2 separate regions of the Mus musculus genome follow, and region 2 is linked to region 1. A link is a contact called in public Hi-C data. All regions are on one chromosome and are shown on one strand. The core of a region is the stretch at or near the end of the contact, and the rest is flanking DNA. Distances in the headings are between cores, read along the strand shown.

Region 1 (7,155 bases), core at 3,899-6,398:
GATAAATCTTCTCCCAAATATGCCCCGGCAGTGAAAACACAACACAGTTAATATGAATCCATGCTTTGCGTCTAGATTGGGCAGATCTCCCACTATACTACCATCTTCCACATCTATGAGACCCCTTAGAACTTGCGGTTTCTCCAGGCCATGTGCTTTTGCTCTGCTATTCTTCTTCCTCCTCCTCTGCATTCTCTTCCCTCTTCCATTTTCTCCTTCTTCTCTCTCACCTTCTGCTCCACCCTCCCTTTTATCTGCCCAATCATCAGCTCTCCTTTATTTTACAAATTAAGGTGGGAAGCAGGTTTACAGAAATCACTGGAGTGCTGACTCTTTCCTTGTTCATAACCCCTCAAAGGAGAACAGATTTAACATCAAATATAATTAGCCCCAGGGCTATCCACAACAGTTAAATGTAAATACCACTAGTGTGTCCTTGGATGTTATATTACTTTCCTGTTGCTGTGATAAAATACCATGGCCCAGGCTATTTATAGTAGAATGGGTTCATTTGTGCTGATGCCTCCAGAGTGGTAAGATCCCATTACCACCAAGGTAGGGAAGAATAGCAGCAGGCAAACATGGCAGCTGGAACAGTAAACTAAGAGCTAACATCTTAAACTGCAAGCAGGATTGAAACATTAACCCATCTCCACCCCATGACATACTTCCCCCAGCAAGGCCATATCTTCTAAACCTACCCCAACAGTGCCATCAACAGTCTACAGACCCCTGGGCCTGTGGGAGGGGAGACATGCGCATTCAGGCCACTACTGCTGTGTCCTGCTGTGCTGCTCCTTGTGTTCCGCCTTTTACACGATCACATCTAGGCATCTGTAGCTCAACTGGGTGACAAAACACTGAGATGCCCCTTCTTTGGGCTCCTTCTCCAGGTAAATGTGTCACCCAATTTGAGATCAACAGCTTCAACAAATAAATGAAAATAGTGCCAGCAGGCAGGGAAGCTATCCAGGTCAGTAGATGCAAATCAGCACGTGGCAAGCAAAGGGTCTTTACATTGCTAAGTTTCTTTTCAATTCTTAGGGACAGTTTCAGGTGAAAAGTCAGGGCAATTAAGCACTCTGTGAGAGTCCAGTTTCTCTCAATCTCTCCCTCCCCCTCCCCCTCTCCCTCCCCTCCTTTCCCCTCCCCCCACCTTTTCAATTTGTTTATTTAGTGTATGATTTCCTATCCATTTGATATCTGGGAAAATATAAGGGCCCTAAGCTTAGCGTGGTTATTAGAAGAAAGGCATCCATAGTCTCAACTGCTGCATACATGCCAGACCAACACTAGACAAGGTAGGGAAGGGGGCTTTGTCACAATGGCCACTAGGGGCCAGTGGTAACGCTTGCTGTAAGCCTGTCAAAAGGACTATAAGCCTTGAATGTCAGTCCTCTCATTTGAAAGCCAAGTCAGAGATTGGGAATGCTTTTGCCTTTTGTGCTATGTCTTTTTCAGGCAGTTTAGAGGCAGGCAGAGATAATTCCCTTTAGGAACATATTAGTGGGAGATTGATATGAAAATTAAAAAAAACACATTTTACACATTCATAAACTGGAAATACTAGTAACTCAAAATGATTCACATGGACAGAACTTCACACCTGCACAAGTCCTCTTCACAGATGAACAGTGTGTGTGTGTGTGTGTGTGTGTGTGTGTGTGTGTGTGTCTGTGTGTGCAAGTGTAAGTGTGTATAAGAAAGAGTATGTATATGAGTTTGTGTGTATGAATGTGTACTCGTACACATGTGTCTTAGAAGAGAACAGTGAGAAATAGGAGTGTGGAATTCAGTGATGAAGGGACCATTCTCATAGATATAAGAGCAAGTTAGATTCTTAGCTCAATTTTACCTGTTAAAGCAGGACCCTATAAGCTTATATGGGTATTAAATTAAACAATATTTACAGAGACATGTGAAGTGTCAAATAAAGGAAGGCGAAATTTATTGACTTGGGTCAGAGTCTCTGTGGTCTCTGAGTAAGAGGAAGACTCTGATATCTTTGGGGACAAAAGTTCTACCCACTTCTTACAAAAGGAAACAAGTATGCATCCCAGTGATGGAATGAGTTTAGTACCTGGCTGGGTCTCCTTCCTGTTCTCCCGTGCCCTCAAAGCTGATTCAGCAGGGCTCAGCTACCAGCACCCTTTCCCACAAGGAAGCTTGCCTCTTCAGGTTTAGCTTATTTCTCAGGGATTGAAAAATTCTCTGTGGTCATGTCTCTTGGTATCACCTTGATGTTATCTTTGCAACACTCTGAATTGTTTTCTCTATGTGACCTTAGGACAAGAGGCAGAACAAAATTTAGTGGCTGAGGAATGGGGTGTTTTGCCCTTGCATTTGGGATCACAGAAGTCCCCGACTTTTCTGAGCTGTGTAGCCACTCACTAGGCCCTCCAAGGGAATTTGCATGAAAGAAGATGGTTTAAGTAGAAAAAAAAAAAAAAAATATATATATATATATATATGTCTGTTTTGATACAGAGGCCCAAATGCCTGGTTCAATATGCTCACTAAATTGAACTTGACCTGCTTTCCTGTGGGTGAGAAGTTGGGTCAGAATTGTCTCTTTTTAAAATGTGTTGTTGGAAAAATCAACAGATTTAGCAGTTCATGAGAATCTTCCATTTGTCCAAATGTGCTACTTTAAACTCCCGAACATCACATAAATGAGGCTCCAGGGAAAAGCCTAACCAGAGATTACTACAAAGTGAAGCACACGGCTTTTAGACTGAATGAGACCAGGAAAATTGTGCCAGTAAAGCAAAAATCCTACCCAACACCTTCTATTTTCCTGTACTGAGAATAGAACTGAGGCCCGTCTTGGTAGGCAAGTATCCACCACTGAGTTACTTTCCTGTGGTGGTTCGAATAAGAATGGCCTCCGTAGGCTCATGTGTTTGAAGGCCTGGACATCAGGAAGAAGTATTACTTGAGAGTGATAGGGAGTTCTGGCCTTGTTAGAGTAGGTGTGGCCTTGTTGGAGGAAGTGTGTCACTGGGGGTTGGCTTTAGGGTTTCAAAATCCCATGCCAGGCCCAGTATCTTTCCCTTCCTGCTGCCTGTGGATCCAGATGTAGAACTCTCAGCTATTTCTCCAGTCCCATGTCTGCCTGCAGGATACCATGCTCCCTGCCTTGATGAAAATGGACTAAACCTCTGAAACAGTAAGCAAGCCTCAGTTAAGTGCTTTCTTTTATAAGAGCTTCGTTAGTCAGTGTTCACACTTACTAAGACAATTTTATCCCTATTTTTATTCCAGTAACATGTTTCTGGAAATTTCCCAGAAGCAGAAGGGACCTTGGGAACATCAGTGTGCCCCTCATCCAAGGCTCTATTGCCAAGTGGCTGGCTGCATCTATTGGCGTTAGTGAATTTCGTGTATACATTGCTTCCTATCCTTGGGTTTTAAAGGAAATAGAGCCAGGGGGCGATGGCGCACGCCTTTAATCCCAGCACTTGGGAGGCAGAGGCAGGCAGATCTCTGAGTTCAAGGCCAGCCTGGTCTACAGAGTGAGTTCCAGGACAGTCAGGACTATAAAGAGAAAAACAAAAAAAAAAACAAAAAAAAAAAAAAAAAAAAAGGAAATAGAGAGCAGTCTGCAGCAGAGGTCAACCTCAATGAGGAAACCTGGGCCTCCATAGGTTCATATATTTGAATGCTTGGACATCTGAGAAATACCCATCCTGCTAATGCAGGAGTTCTTGTACTCATAGAGACCCAGGTACAGGGAGGGAGGTGGTGCCACTAATCCTAGATTTTACTAAATATAAGATTGCCAGTTTCTAGGTATGCCTGTTTCAAGACAGATCACTTTTTCTGTGAAATACTGCCACGTTCTCTCTTGGACATATACAGACCGGAGATGTATCTGTGGGGCAGAGAAGGGAAAGAGATAGGCATGTGTGGAGCCCCAGATGAGAACTTAAAAGCATTCAGTGGGTACTAGGGAGAGTTGAGACTCAGAGCCCAAGCACTGCTCTAGGGCCTTTCTGGGAACCTCCATCACAGGCCACTGTGCCCTGGGTGCACTCTCCAGGTTATAGGCAGCCTGTGCCTTCATGCTGTCTTCAGTAGAGGGTGGAAAGAGAGGTAGGGTCACAGAAAGGGTAAGCAGAAAAGAGTGGAGAGCCACTTCTGAGATTCAGCACAGGAAAAGATCCCCCGGCCCCCGCATTTTGAAGTATAATCCTAGTGGTCAGTGTGGAGCCCTGTTGATAGGTGTGTGTGTGTGTGTGTGTGTGTGTGTGTGTGTGTGTGTGTCCTAAAATCTGGAGACTCATGAAATTGTACAGGCTGGAACCCTTACCACTGCACTACAGCTAAGTTGCATTAACTGATTTCAAGCAAAACAGTTATCCCATAGTCCAGTCACACTCCATCCCACTGTAGTTTAGAGGGTTGGTTAAACTTGTCCCTAGGTACCACACCCATCTCAACCATGACGAGGGAGCATTAGACCGAGTTGTAGACATATCCCATTGTATCATGCCTCTCTAAGTTCAGAGCTTTTGCTCATGCTAAAAGGTATCTTTCCATAAAATTAAATTTCTAATTGACGTATTTGTACATATTTATGACTATTACAGATAATAAACTATACGTGCTGTGTAATTGTCAATTCAAGTGATTTCTATCTTGTATTAGTGAGTTTTCTATTGCTATGATAAAACATTATGGCCAAGACAACTTATAAAAGAAATTTGTTTAACTGGGTTTACAGTTAAACAAGAGGGTAAGGGTCCGTGATGGTGCAGGGACGCCATGGTAGCAGAACAGCAGCCGAGAGCTCTCATCTTTACCCACAAACAGGAAGCAGAGAGCATACTAGGGATAGTGGGGTGCTTTGAAACCTAAAGTCAGCTCCCGTGACACACCTCCTCTAACAAGGCCACACCTCCTAACCCTCCAAAAGACCACCAGTTGAGGACCAAGTATTTAAATATGTGAGCCTTTGAGCGCCATTCTCATAGAAAACACCAGACATCTTCAAAACGTTTGACATTTCATGTGCTGGGAACCTTCAGACCTTCCAGGTCCTGCAAATTACATCCTGAATAGTAGTAACCCTCTGTAGATACCCACTGTGCCGTAGAACGCTAGAGCCAATCCCTCCTCTATAGTTGTGCCATCATCCATCTGTGAGGATGTGAGTCTCCATGGGGTTCCTTCTGATCTGTCCACACCAGGGCCTTGGCACTTGCCACAGATGGTCACAGCAGTGTTCCTGTGATTCAGGTTTTCTGTAGAAAACTCCTGAGATGAGGCCAGAAGCCTAAGCCAGCCAAGCTCAGGCTGCAATGCCAGTTCTGTTGTTCTGTGTGGAGGCCTTAGAGCATCAGAACCAGGCACACAGTGGCTTTTCACTTGAGCTATAGCTCCTGGTGCCTTGAATAAGAGACGAGGGGATGGCTCCAAGATTGCTGTGCAGGGAGGGTGATGTATCGATCTTATTTGTGGAGAACTTTGAGCCATTAGTGACTTAAGGACAATAAATAACAGGAGTCAAATGCAATGAACAAAGTTTTTTTTTTTTTTTCAGTTTTAAGAGTGTTTTGTGAGTTTAGAAAAATTAAAAGGAAAATGATTTTTACTTTTTATCATTTACCTTAGGATTTTGAAACAGCACAGATTAATATGGAAGTTGCCTCTTCACTTGCTCCGAGCAGTCAGCACAGTTAGTGGCAAGACACTTTGTGGCCCATAAATCAGAAAATGGGAGCTCCAGTCACTGTCCACTGAATGACCTGGAAGGTCAGGCTCCTCTGAGCAGCATTTGTCTCCTCTAGAACACAATTTCTGGTTATGTAGATTAGTAACTTTCAGCTCTCCATTCTCGTGGTCTGAAACCACCCTTCAGTCAGATCTTACCCACAAAGATGGCTGACCTTTCTCTAGCTAGAGGGGTTTCCTGAGGTGCCTAGAGCCCAGTGAGCTGGGCTCCCATGTTAATTCTAGACCAGGGAGCTAGGAACTCCCTGCAGTGGTTCCCCAGCTCCCAGCAAGGCTTGGGTTCAGGCTGGAGTAAATTGACCTGAAGTCATTGTAGTACTTTAGTACCAGAGAGATGACAGTTAGCTTCAAATGTCCGATAAGTATACAAATAACCACGACTGTGTTCATTCCTTCATTTTTCTATAAAATATTTTTGCATATGTGAGGTATCATGTGTACCTGAGAGCATTCTTAATCTCACAGCACAAATCTACCCTAGCAGTAACTTTCCTTCTAATGTGAATCTTGGCATATATAACGTGTAGTTGAATACCATTATTCTTTTCTAGCAAAATGAAGAAGAGCACACTGTTAGCACATGAAGCTTGTATGATACAGAGGCACGTCACATATGTACAATTTGTCATCACACTATGAGAACCCTGAACCTTCCCTGTGTAGATGACAACTTTTTTGGAGTATATGTGTGTGTGTGTGTGTATACACGTATTTTTAATCTAAATTTATAATAATAACAAATTTATTATGTTATAAATATTTATATAAAAGAACCTCCTATACTATGAATTTAGGATTTACAGGCATTATGATTTCTCTTGGTTTCCAGTCATACATTTAAAGTAGTTCAATAATCTCATATTTCCTATTTACACTCCCATACAATGTTCTCATGTGCATATTCTCTCTCTTTGCCTTCCTCCCCCACCAGCACACAGATACACACACACACACACACACACACACACACACACACACACACACACACAATTTACCCATAGAAAATCTTAGCACAAACCAATTTCCTGTAATTTGTTTATTTTTTAAAATACTACTATTACTCCAATAATGAAGCTTTGTGCCTTTTGAGAAAATATCTGCATGTCTGTGATGGCACATTAAGTGCTAGTCTGGATGAAAACTGCTGGAAACAGTCCAGCGCTGTCTTGTGGAGCCTCCAGCTGTTTAGAACTGCATTCTGGGGGTCCTGATTTCTGGGGCCTCCTGCTGCCACCTGCTGTTGGAAGGGAGCCAGTCATTGCTGGTCCTGTAGGCCTGTCTGACTGGTGTGGGCAGAGCACCTTCCCCCAGCCCCAGTGCCCAAGAGCCACAGGCAGGCTCTGTCCTTGCATCTTTTGCACCCAAAAGCAAGCAGGAGGCTGACTCAGGTCCATGCTCTGCCTTGGTTCTGCCCCAGTG
Region 2 (7,216 bases), core at 4,500-6,999, 160 kb after region 1:
GTCCCACCTAACTTGGCAGTCTAAGCAGCAGGATCACTTGAGCCTAGAAGTTCAAGGCTAAGCTGAGAGACACAGCAGCATCCCTGCCTCCTGTACTGAGCTACCCAGCTAACTGAAGTACTTATGGGAACTAGTTGAGCTGATCATTCGAAACTGAGAAATCTTCAGGTTGTTTATGAGGGGGCCTCTTTTCCTGGTCTCCAAGCTTAAAAAACATATAGTTTAGACATCTGCTTCTAATATATTTTCTTGGTCCAACTTACACAGAGGGGCAACTGCTAATTACTTGATGGTCACAATGACAGGTCACTTATGTTGGGCCCTTGAAAGCTTTCCCATGGTGTGGGCACATTGTAAAATTACTCCACAAGAAAGGGGGACGTGAAGGGAAGACCTTTTTAGTAAAAGCCCCACTGTCTACCAACTGTTAGTGGGATCCAGGTATAACAGATCCACCTTGCTACCCAGAGAGCATCTTGAAGGGCAGGCATAGAAAAGGAGAACAGCAAAGCAGTGGTGGCAGCTGAGGCCCCTGCCTGGAGGCCCCTGAGTTTGAAAGAGCCCTACCATTCCAGTAGAAATATAAGTGGCAGAGAATGAAGCCAGGGCCTTGTACATACTAAGTGTATGCCCTATCACTCAGCTCCATATCCAGGCCCAAGACTTTTTTTTTTTAACCTAAGATGGCAAAGCAAAAATGGCTTCCCCCATGACTCCTGGGACACTTCCTCTGGCCTGGCCCCATTCAAAACACATTGTTTGTTGGGATAAAGGAGCATATTCAAATACTCTTGAAACCTATCTGCATCGTTTGTGGTGAGTTTCCTTTTGTGGCTGTGGTCAATTAAGTAGCTTTTATTTCCCTTATTTCTTTGCTTTTAGTGGAAGTTGTAACCTAAATACCATCACTGGCCTGCTTTCTCATCTTAAGAATGTCTGTCTCAACTTGGCTGCTTGAGGTTAAATGTTTCCCCTCTGGGAAGCCAAGCACCACAGCTGGAAAGGTGGTGATCAATAAAGTATTACCCTCACAGCCAGAGAGTTTTTTCCTCATGTCCCACATGTAAAACCCAGATATGGTGGTGGTGTGTGCTTGTAATCTCTGAACTAGGTAGGCAGAGACAGATAACTACCTGGAGCTTACTGGCCAACCAGCCTACCCTAACCAGTGAGATTCAGGTCAATGAGATTCTCTTCCTTAAAATGTAGGTGCACAGCACCTGAGAATACCCAATGTTAGCCTCTGACTCACACATGCACATACACACACATACACATGTATCATGCACACACCTGTGCATGCACAAGCATATATGCACATGCATAGATGTACACACTCACACACAACATATATGCACACATATAGACACAGACACACAGAGCCACATGTAGAAACACACACATATACTCACATACATACCTACACAAAGACACATACAGAAACACACACATAAACTCACATACACACACATGCATACACACACACACACATATGTATATATATATATATATATATGCACATGCACACGTGTATACATAGATACACATATGCACACAACATATACACACATAGACACAGAGAGACACATACTCACACACCCAGCAAGGAGCCAGACTATGAGACAGTTTTCTCACCCCACAATAGATTTTTAAAAGACTTAAGAAGGCTGGAGAGATGACTGGGTGAAGAACTTGCCTCACAAGTGTGAAGATTTTAGTTCGGATCCCAGAACCCACTTAAAGGCAGGCACAGTAGTATACATCTGTAAGCCTAGCACGCCTACAGCAAGGTGGAATGTGGAGCCAAAAGAATTCCTGGAAGCTCAAGAAGGGAGTAGCTAGTCTGGCATAAACAGTAGTAACAAGAAAGAGGTCTTATACTAAAGAATGTAGACTGATGACCAAGACTTCCCTCTCACCTCTGCCTGTCCTCACTCACATATACATATGCACACAAAGACAAGAGATCTGGCAACTGATGATAATGTAGGTCCATTGTCTAAAGGCTTATTCACAAACAGTGAAAAATGAGAAATTGTAAAACAAGCTGGGCATCGAACACAGCATTACTGCATGGCTAAAGATTTGGGGAGTGCTCGGGGTTTGCTTGTAAATATGCTTCACTCTGTTACTGCACAGAGAAAGGTGCATGCTGAAGTACTGATGGATGAAATGATGTGGTGCCTGCAGTGGGAGGTGCATGGATGTGGGAGAGCCGAAGTGAAACAGGAGAAACCGTGAGCCAGCTCTTGTTAGAACTGGGCTGTGGATTCCAGTGGAACCATTATAGTCTTGGAATGATCCCATAGTAAAATGCCAAAGCCAGCAGGACATCTGCCAGGATGAGCAGCCCACTCAGATGCTGCCAGGCTTTGTGGTGTGAGGAGACAACACTGAGCATCCTGGGAGTCCCGTGTGCTGAGCTCCCAGGCCAAAGCTTGGGAGAAGAGAGAGCTGCCCAAATGGAGCTCCAGTGAACTACTATAGTTTTAAGATTGACTGACTGTAGTTAACATTGTATTCACACTGGAAACTCTCTAGAAGGTGAGACTTACCTGTCTAAAAAAAGCAACATGGCAGCTTTCAGCATGGAAGTGGATAAGCACACTTTAGTAAATGCATACAATGGAATACTAACCAGCAGTGAAAATAAATGAATTGTTGATGCATTTACTACAACATGGATGAATCTCTGACACCTTATTCTGAGCCAGAGTGAAGACAGCAAGCAATACTAATCCATTTAGCTGGTCCGTTTGTTCTAGCACAAGGCTACCTGGTAGGCAAAAGTCTAAAGAGGCCTCCCAAGATTCCTGTTCCCTAATACTGAGCCATGTGCTAGCATAGGTTCAGTGGTTCTCTCTTGTCTGTATTCTTATTTTCCATAACCAATGGCAGTTCAAAGATATTAAATTGAAAATTCCAGGGGGGAAAAACATAAAATTTTACCCTATGCTGTTTTATCCCAACTAGGATACGAATCATTCATTTTGCTTCCAACATCATGGTATGTGTTCACATAACCTGGTAGTGACCCCATAACATAAGAGTAGAGATAGTGGCATCTGGGAGACAACAGAGAGACATGAAGTGCATCCCATGAATGGAAAGGTAAAGGTTCTTGGCTTAATAAGGAAGGTAGAGGTTTGTCATACTGTCTGTGAGGGTCTGGCAACACCCACAGCTTCAGACATCTCCCACAAATGTTGGGAACACATCTCCCTCTGATAAAGAGAGGCTACTGTAGTGCTACAAAAAGACTCTGCGGATGGAATTTAGGCTGATGATAATTTGATTTTAATACAACTTGCACCCTTATCTGATGGACTCAAGGTAATGCCAGGAGTTCTTAGAAACAGATGAAGATGGCAGACACGGGGACGGGGAGAGGTAAGAGGGTGTGCTGTGTGACAGCGAAGCAACCCTCCATTGCTCTATTGACAGTAGAGGAGGAACCACCAGCCATGGATCCCGAGTGGCGTCTAGGCGCTGAACTTTAGCTAATATCTTGCAAAGAAACAGAAACTCAGTACTCCAGCCACCTGGGGTAGGATCAGGCCCCAGAGATCAGGCCTTTTTTACCAGCATCCAGATGAGGACCACAGTCCTGCTGACACCTTGACCTCAGCCTTGTGAGACTTAGAACAAGGAAACTGACTGACGCCTCTGGACATCTGGCTTTCAGAATCATGAGAAAATAAACACGTGCTTCTGTGAGCCGCTCAGCGTGTGATATAATACGGTAGGCAGGAGAAAATGACAGGTCTGATGAGGAAGAGCCATGAAGGACGTGTGATGGGGTGGTACTGTCCAGGTTTCACCTCTGCTAGTGGTGGACTAAGCAAGCCCAGCATTCACAGTTGTGAGTACACAACTGGGCATTCAGTATCCTACCAGCAATGAATCAAGCCATAAAAAAAAATTAAGTTAAGGATTTTCAGAACATTCTACAGATGAAAACTGTCCAGGGTTCTGTCACCAAAATAAAATCTAGTATTCACAGTCCTGCCCTGTGTACTACAAAGTAGACAGATGACGTAACTGTGCCGGCCCGTGGTATGGTCAACCTTGCCAGTATCTGAAAATGTAACATCCAAATAGCTGCAGCACTCCCTTCCTCATTCGGGAGGGCCCTTTGCCTGCAGTCACCTATTATGGACCTATTCAGTTGCCTTAGTAGTACCATAGACTAGGCACCCCTGAATTTCTGCTGACTTCATTAACATTGCTCCTTGGTGCACAGACTCCTTGGTGGGCACCACCCTCTAGGTAGACACGGTCTCCAGAGAAGAGTTAGGGTCCCGTGGAAAGTCTTGAGGTCTGCTGGGTAGACGTTTACTCCCTGATGAATGGTCTCCAGAAGAAGAGGAGCAGCGTACTTGGTGGACATAACCTCCTAGGTACACATAGTCTCCTCAGTAGACAGTCTCCGGGTAAGTTCAGCCTCTGTACTGGCCACAGCCTCCTTGATGGACAGAGCCTCCTGGATAGACACAGTTGGCGAATGTAGCCTTTTCAGTGGACACAGCCTCCTTGGTGGACGTGGTCTTTTGAGAGGAGTGTGAGGCCTCCTTTCCATATACAGCACAGTTCTATCTCAGCAGCCTGCTGCTCCAAGCTCTCCTGGACACTTGGGAAGTGGGAACAGTCACAGCTCCCCCCAAGTCCCACTTGATATATGAGTATGCCTTCAGTCTCTCAGCAAGATGTCTTTGATTCTGAACACGCAGAAAATATCCTTAGAGCCCGTCAGCCTTTCTGTTGTGTGGATGGACTGACCACCCACGGACAGCTGCTAAGTGTGCACTAGGCTTATGGATCCCTTGTGGGCTAATCCTCTTCAAGGAGCATCTTAGGCCCAGGTGTGAGGCTTGGACCCCAGTAGCTATCGCAGCTTTCATTGTCTCCCTTGTGGTACATGGACACTGTAGGAGGAGAGACTTCCAGGTAAAGCCTGGATAGAAAGAGCTGTAAGGCTTTTCTTCTAAGTGGCGTGTTAAGACTCCTCCTGGGGGCTAGCTTGGCAAACATCCAAGACACACGAAGTGATTTATTTCTCGGATCTCCGGGATTTGCTGCGCGCTTGCTGTAGTTTTCCAAGCCTGCCTGGGGAATTTTAACTAAAACAATCTTAGCTGAAAGGAATGGGTTCTTAAATCCCATGCAGACTGACAGCACTGGATACACAGTAAGGACAGGCACTGCCCAAGGAGGGCCCTTGGCAGACACCCCTCCCTCCGAAGCCTCTGACAGCTTCAGCAGAGCCCGCTTTCGCTGTTACGTAGATCCAGATTCATGCTGACAGCTGACTTCATTCTCTTAAGCTTCTTAAGCATCGGTCTTTGGCTTACTTGTGAAGCACCAGTTTAAAATTAAAAGCCAGGAGGCTCAGTTGTGTTAGTCAGCTCTCCATCACTACCAGAAAGATAGGAGGTGATCTAGAAAGAGGAAAGGTTTCTCTTGGCTGCCCATTGGGGAGGTTCAGGGCAGTCATTATTAGGTACCTTTGTTCTGGGCCTGTGGTGGAGCAATACCTGGTCACACAAGCATGTCATAGAGCAAAACTGCCTATCTCACCAGCCAGGAAGCACACACAGACACAGATACATACGTGTATGAGCACACGAACGCATGCATGCGCACGCACACGCGCACATGCACACACACACACACACACACACACACACACTCCTCTGAGCAGTATTAAGTATCCTAATTACGCCAGTTGGGTTAGCGACACTGCTGCTGCTTGCTGTCGCTGAGCTCAGTGTGTAGCTGCAGGCTGGCTAAAAGGAGGTTGATTCAGCTCAGTGAGAAGAAGATTGAACCACGGGTTAATTACAGCTTTCTACTCCACGGCATGCTATTCCCGCACACCCCCACCCTCCTCCACAGAAGCAGTTGTAGCAGAGTGTTGCCTGGACACCTGGGTGAACGGCAGAAGGGTGTGGTGGAGTAGGAGAGAGCCATTCCCGGAACTCACTCATTTCTCTTTGAAATCAAGTAATATTTTTTTCAACCCATCTGAGACTTTATAAAATTAGGTATTTTATAAAGCTCTAACTGGGAGACTTATCATTTTGGTCCTGCTGGCCTTGTGTGGTTTAACTGATCCAAAGGTTGACTCTATAACCCCTTGCTTGGTTGTTTCTTTGTTGGAGTACGAAATGCGTTAGCTCAGAAACCTGCAATCTCCAAACTCAAAATTTCACATCTCTGATTCCTTTTGTGGTGCTTAGAATCAAAAGCCTTATACATAGTGGGCAAAAGAATTTGAGGCTGATCTAGTCCTCCAACCCTAAATCTCCAGTTATCTTAAACACAGTCCAAACAAGCAGAGGTAACTATCATCTAGGCCAGCGCTTCTCAACCTTCCTAATGCTGTAACCCTTTAATATAGTTCCTCGTGTCATGGTAACCCCCAACCATAAAATTATTTTATTGCTACTTCATAACTATAAATTGTGCTACTGTTATGAACTGTAGTATAAATATCTGATAAGCAAGGTACCTGACAGGCCAGGGAGCCTGCATGGAGCTGCCTTGGGTCCTCTGCATGTATGCTATGGTTGTGCAGCCTGGTACTTTTGTGAGACTCCTAACAGTGGGAGTAGAGGTATCTCTGACTCTTGTGCCTGCTTCTGGGATCCTTTTCTCCCTACTCATTTGTCCCATCCAGCCTTGATATGAGGGTATGTGCCTAGTCTTTTTCCCCAATATAATATCTTTATTGATTATTTGATAATTTCACATAACACACCCTGATCACACTCACTTCGAAGTCCTCCCATGTCCACCCTCTCCCCCCCCCCCGCCGCACCCTTGTGATGACCCTCAAAAATAAAAAAGGAAGAAAGGAAAAAAAATAAAATTAGTCCAATCATGTTGCCTGTATACTCACTGGAGCATTGTCAAACTCTTAGAGGCCAGCTTCTTAAAGAAAATGGAGTCCTTCCCCACCACCCCTGGTTATGGCATCTTTGGTTGATATCCCTAGGAGGTCTGCTCTTTTCTAAAGGGAAATGATGGAATTTATCTGGGGGAGAGGTGCTGGGGAGGAGGGACTGAGGAGAGGAGGGAGGAAGGAGAGGCACTGGGAAGGAGGGACTGAGAGGAGAGGAGGGAGGAAGAACTGTGGTTAGGATGTAATATATGAGAGAAAAAGTCAACTTTAAAAAAAAAAGATATTTGATGTACAACCCCTGTCCTAACCCAC

The links. A called contact is a pair of places that touch in the nucleus more often than the background predicts.
Region 2: a contact with region 1 is called in a Hi-C map of cerebellum, with 2.3 times the contacts expected there. The contact joins two enhancer-like sites. A contact is called at or near these places in 1 of 15 datasets of contacts at CTCF or cohesin (embryonic stem cells), 37 of 484 Hi-C or Micro-C datasets (the HPC-7 cell line, LSK cells, Sertoli cells and 12 more) and 1 of 115 datasets of contacts at active chromatin or transcription factors (astrocytes).

The regions. Positions count from the first base shown.
Region 1 is chr7:63,503,078-63,510,232 of GRCm38.p6, forward strand. The region is part of intron 1 of Otud7a (OTU domain containing 7A); the gene reads left to right. Among named protein-coding and RNA genes, the nearest start is that of Otud7a, 62 kb to the left of the region's middle. Within about 2 kb of position 5,149, at least 7 of the 459 cell types and tissues checked have an H3K27ac peak or open chromatin away from gene starts, as enhancers often do. A contact at or near this core is called in cerebellum, where this site is marked.
Region 2 is chr7:63,663,377-63,670,592 of GRCm38.p6, forward strand. All of the region lies in intron 4 of Otud7a (OTU domain containing 7A), which reads left to right. Among named protein-coding and RNA genes, the nearest start is that of Gm39023, 190 kb to the right of the region's middle. Within about 2 kb of position 5,750, at least 18 of the 459 cell types and tissues checked have an H3K27ac peak or open chromatin away from gene starts, as enhancers often do. A contact at or near this core is called in cerebellum, where this site is marked.